Regions from separate parts of the Sus scrofa genome. Here region 1 is linked to region 2. Evidence: chromatin contacts called from public HiChIP or PLAC-seq data. All regions are on one chromosome and are shown on one strand. The core of a region is the stretch at or near the end of the contact, and the rest is flanking DNA. Distances in the headings are between cores, read along the strand shown.

Evidence for each region. HiChIP or PLAC-seq counts read pairs in DNA pulled down with a chosen protein or histone mark.
Region 1: an H3K27ac HiChIP or PLAC-seq map of alveolar macrophages shows a contact between it and region 2. The contact joins the promoter of OS9 here to the promoter of B4GALNT1 in region 2. A contact is called at or near these places in 1 of 5 promoter capture datasets (liver), 16 of 47 Hi-C or Micro-C datasets (alveolar macrophages, blood, brain and 7 more) and 1 of 2 datasets of contacts at active chromatin or transcription factors (alveolar macrophages).

Annotation. Positions count from the first base shown.
Region 1 is chr5:22,956,546-22,959,445 of Sscrofa11.1, reverse strand. OS9 (protein OS-9) reads right to left here and starts at 1,543. Exons shown (of 16, transcript XM_021091889.1): 1 at 1,347-1,543; 2 at 753-929. The coding sequence starts at 1,508.
Region 2 is chr5:22,896,055-22,898,754 of Sscrofa11.1, reverse strand. It overlaps B4GALNT1 (beta-1,4 N-acetylgalactosaminyltransferase 1), which reads left to right and starts at 1,369. Exons shown (of 12, transcript XM_021091871.1): 1 at 1,369-1,885; 2 at 2,055-2,148. The coding sequence starts at 1,567.

The DNA of each region.
Region 1 (2,900 bases), core at 294-2,793, 61 kb before region 2:
CTGCAGGTGCAGCCCTAAAAAGACCAAACAGTAAAAAATAAATAATATAAAAATCCTTCTTTGTGTTCATAAAGATAGGAAATTGTGATATCCTTGAAGCACTCAGACCAAGGAAACATAGGCTATTACAAAATAAATCGAACTTCCTTGTACTGTTTTAGCCACTGGGGATACAGCTGTGCACAATATAAATTTTCTGCCCTCACAGACTTACATTCTAGTGCTAGGACTCAGACCAAAAATAAATAAACTGATGATTCAGGTAATAAGATGATTTCAGATGATGAAAAGTGCCAAGATGAAAATAAAATAGGATACTGGACAGAGAGTGAAAGAGGAGGGTTGACTTTACAAGGAAGGCTTGTCTGGGAAGTGCCCCTCTTGCCCTATACTGACCCTCTTTAAGCACCTCAATCTTGGCTAAATTCCCCCCCTCCCCACCCAGGGCCGCACCTACAGCATATGGAAGTTCCCAGGCTAGGGGTCCAATTGGAGCTGCAGCTGCCAGCCTATACCACGTTGGCTTAACTCTTCTTCTGAGATCGTCTATCTAATCCTCCTTCTATATTCAGCAAAGTGTCATCAGTGGTCACAGGAGTCTTTGCTTCTTTCCTGTCTGTACAATATGCCTACTCCTTCAATGGCCTTCTTAACTCTTACATATCCTCTGGATCACTCCTCATTCACAGGCACACGGGTTCCCAAATAGATAATTCCTAAGCCCTCATTCCCTCCATCCCAGTCCCCTTCACCTTCAGCAGGCAGGGAGCATCTTTCATTGGGCTCAACAACTCAGGGATCCCAGGCCCTTGATAAGCAGGTGCCTCCTCCTCCCTTTCACGCTGGAAGTGAATAGCTCCAGCTGGAAGGCGACATTCATAGCGCTGCTTGTACTTAGAGGAGACAATCACCACGTCCGAAGCTTGGTTCTGGGAAAGAGGTAAGGGTCGGGGGGGCGGGGAGGGAAAGAGAACCTGGGATCAGGAAGAACAACGAGATCCCTCTTCATATCCTGGGGAAGAGCCCAGTCAAGACAGAATGGGCCACAAGTCCTGCAGCTGTGTTTAGCGGGTGAGGGGAGAGGGCACTCCCACTTCTCCACGGGGGAGGAGTCTGAGTGTTTCGATCAGGAACTGGGACTTAAAGCTGACAGCGGGAAGCCCCACCCCTCCCAGTCCCTGGCCCCAAGGGAATGGGTCTCAGTCTGCGAACCTCAGGAGTTCTCATAAATCCCCTTCTTACTCTTACCGATTCTCCCGCCAGAGACTACACATCTGCCCTTCTTCCTCTACCATCTCCCCCTTCCCCTTCTGCTCCGGACCCTCTCCCCTTTTACGCCTCCTCACCTGCCCTCCCATGACAGGCAACGGCAGTATTTCGATCCCATAACGCATCTCACTCAGCTCTTCCAGGTTCAGGCTCCCGACACCGCCGGTCAGATTTGCGGGTAACAGGAGCCCCAGAAGCAGTAGCCCCAACAGACTGGACAGCAGCGTCTCCGCCGCCATCTTTCGTTCCCCTTCTAATCCAGAACAACTCCTTCCGCCCCAAACCTGGCAGCGGCCTCACCCCGCCCATTAACGCCCCAAGGTTTCATTGGCTAAATTTTCTGTCCTTCTCATGTGCCCTATTCCCATTTGACAAAGTAGCTCCAAAGCCCACTAGGAGGTGGATCACGACGATTAGCGAAATCATTCGCTGCGCGTGATTGGCCAGAGAGGCCAGCCAATCACCAACGAGATCGGACCCCCTCCCACCCTCTCCGCTCCAGAAAGGCGTGGTCTATGCGCTGGGCCAGGTTAAGCAGGTTTTTATCTCCGACTAGTTGTTTAGTACATCTCGACTTTTTAAGTCATTTGCTGTGTTGTGTGTAGGGCCGCCGCCTGGAGAAAAGAGGCATATGGGTGCGTGCAACTCAATACTCCTGAAAGCTACTAATACCTGTTGCAAAACAATTATTACATAATAGATTACTCTTTTCACATATACATACGACTTTAGGGCAATCTAGTAATTTGTTTCAAAGCCTTTCTCCACAATCCTGCAGTTGTCCTCTAATAAAATTATCCTAAAAAATAATGGGAAGGGGGTTCCCATTGTGGCTTAGAGGGTTAGGAGTCAGACTAGTATTCATGAGGGTGCGGTTTGATCCCTGGCCTCGCCAAATGGCCTAAGGATTCACCGTTGCAGTGAACTGTGGTATAGGTCGCAGGCGCGACTGGGTCCTGTGTTGCTGTGGCTGTGTCTAGGTTGGCAGCTGCTGCTCCAATTCGACCCCCAGCTTGGGGACTTCCATATGCTGCGGGTGCGGCCTTCTAAAAGAGCAAAAAGAGAAAAAGAAGAAAGAAAAAGAAATAATGGGGCTTCCAATTAAAAACGGGGGGCTGGAGCTGGGGATGGGGAGCAGTGGCAATGCATGTATTATTCTCTAGGCCATGTAGGAACAAAGAGAAAGGAGACAACAGCAGCAACATTTTAGAAGCTAGAAAGCAAATTAAGGAATGGTAACTGATTTAGCAAACCTGAGAAATTAATTCCTAAACAAACATAAACAAGAGCATGATTATACTTTGGAAAAACTTATATGGAGAATCTGTCCAGCCCAAAAGAGAAATCCCAAAGATACTCTCATCTAGGTTCTTGTAAACAGATGAAGGAATCCTTCAATTAAGCCCTTAGCCTACAGGCCCCAGCCCTCACACAATCTTTCCAATCAACCTTTTAATGTTCTCACTCTAATATAAGCAGACTGGAGTTTCCTCTGTGGCAAAGCGGGTTAAGGACCTGTGTTGTCTCTGCAGTGGGTTAAGAATCCGACAGTATCCATGAGGATGCAGGTTCAATTCCTGGCCTTGCTCAGTGGATTAAGATCTGGCATTGCTGCAAGCTGGATCCCATGT
Region 2 (2,700 bases), core at 120-2,619:
CCCCTAGCCTGGGAACCCCCATATGTAGTGGGTATGGCCCTAAAAAGACAAAAGAAAAAAAAATAGGGAAAAAAAGAAATGCTCCAAAATAACCAAGGGCAGAGGGAATGGCCAAAATTTTTAAAGATCAGCATTTTAAATGTTACTAGATTGGCCAATTGCCAATTGCTCTAAGTTGTACCAATTTACACTCACAACAACATATGTATGACAGTGGCTCTTTCTCCAAACACTTGGCCAATCCGTTGGATAGCAAAGTCTTTGGTCCTTACTAATTTGGTAATCAAAAAACATTTCACTGTTATTCTAATTTGCATTTTATTTATTATGAATAAGGTTAAGTACATTTTCATATATTCAAAAGCCATTTTCACTTTTTCTGTCAACTGCCTAATCATGATTTTTGTCCATTTCAGGGTGGTTTATCAAAATGTTTTAGAGCTCTTAAGAAAAGCAATCTTCATCTGTTGTACATATTGCAAATATTTTTTCAGTTTGCCACTTCTCTCTCAATTTCTTATAGAAATTCCTTCATCCAAGTTTTTTATACAGGCAAATTTTTTTTAATTTTTTGCTTTTTAGGGCCTCACCCACAGCATATAGAGATTTCCAGGCTAGGGGTCCAATGGGAGCTACAGCTGCAGGCCTATGCCACAGCCACAGCAACGCAGGATCCGAGCAGCATCTTCGACCTACAACCACAGCTCATCCCAAAGCCAGATCCTTAATCCACTGAGTGAGGCCAAGGATAGAACCCACAACTTCATGGTTCCTAGTTGGGTTCGGTTCTGCTGGGCCACGATGGGAACTCCTACAGGCAAATATATTAATACTTCCTTTTATATCTTGCTTAGAGATCTCTTCCCCACTCCAAGATTATAAAAAGCAGACTCCACGATTTTACTATTTTTTGTGGTTTCATTTTTAAAACTAAAGTATTTGATAAATTGGGAATTTATTTTGGTGTAAAGAGGCTGAGAATCCCACTTTCCCCCCAGCTGATTTGTCACTTCTTTGTACACAATTCATCCAATAATTCATCCTTCCCTCCCCCGGCCCCCACATTTTCATTATGTTGTACATTTCCTATATCTTTTTCTCTATTAAACAGTGACAAATCTTTTATTAGAACCATGGAACCACAGAACTCAGGGCAGCATCAGGAATCCAGATGCAAGAAAGGGAGTCTATGGTCTGCAGCTTGCACACAAAACTACAACTACAAGCCACTGCTTGGGATTTCCTTCCTCTGGCAACAGTGAGCAGTCAGAAGAAGCAGGCAGGCCCTTGAACTGAGTGTTTGTTAGATCATTGAGTGTTTTTAGATAATGGGGGGGCGGGGCGGTGAGGGAGGGCCGGGGGAGGTGAGGATGGGAGGAAGGCTGTGAACCTGTCTTTGTTAGCCAGAGTCTATTTTCCAAGGTCTTCTCTGGCTTCCTTCTCTAACTACCCAAATCTTCCTTGAAATGGGGTTACAGGGCGTCTCCGCCCCACCTCTTCCCAAAGCCCTTATCTCTTGTCCTTGGTCACAGTCTCAAGGAGGGGGCGGCTCGGAAGGAAGAGGGAATGGGAGTGACTGGGATTTGGGGCAGACGGATGAGGTGCCAGGGTTCGGAAGCGAAGAGCTGGGAGTGGGAGGGCGTGGAGAGAAGAATCTTCGCGCCGCGCCGCGCCGGCTTCGCGCCCCCGCAATGTCCTCGGCGCCCAACAGAAGGCGCCCCGGCGCTCGCCTTCTCCTCTCGTAGCCGGATCCTCCGCCGCAACCAGCCTGGGAGCCCAGCCGCGCGGCGCCGCGATCGGAAGAGCCGGGCGGCGGCCCGAGCCCTCCTGGCCCAGCAAGTGGGACAGGGTGCCGAGGAGCCCAAGCTCTGTTCCCGGGCCTGGGGTACAGCGGTTTCTCGGCTCCGACCCCACCCCCCGCAGGAAACGCCCAGAGCCACCCCAGCGCCGCGGTCTACAAAGCCGGGAAAGTCCGAAGGCGGGAGGGGTCGGGCGCACTCGGGAGGCAGGAGGATCCCCCTCAATCTCAGGCTCACGCCCGACTCCCCCATCAGGCCGCCTCCAGCCTCATGAGGACGCCCAGGCGGGGTCTGAGAGCCTGGAGCAGCCTGGACCGAAATCTTGCGGCGGCCTTAGAGCGTTAGACAGGTCAGTGCCGGGGCGGGATGAGGGGCCGAGCTGGAGGCGGGAGGAGGCGCGCACGCTGGTCCACCTTGTCCCCCGCCCAGCTTCCCCATTCCATTCACCGGGTCACCTCCGCCAGAGCCACCTAATAGCTTGGGCGTGATTCTGCATTTTTCATGACAGGCAAGGTATGGCGCTGCCCTCTGCAGCCCACTCGGGGCCAGGTGATGCTCGAACTGAAGGGTTGGGGTGGGGGATGAGCGGGCCAGGGGAGGCGACGGGTTCGGGGACAGCCGCTGTTCTAATAAAGCGATGCTCTTCTACTCATGAGCCTCCGCGTCGAGACCACTACATCCAAAGGTCTCTGGCTTCAAGATGCCGGGCCTCAGGCGTGAGAGGAAAGCGAGATGCGGGAGAGGGCGAGAAGAAAGGAGGCCGGGAGACCCGAGGCCCGGGGAGTGAGGGGAGGGGGACGCGGGTACCGATTCGCTATGCAAATCCTGGCGCGCGAGCTGTGGAGAGCGCCCCGGGGGGCCGGCGGGTGCCTCCAAAACCGCGGAAGCCGAGGGTCCCAGC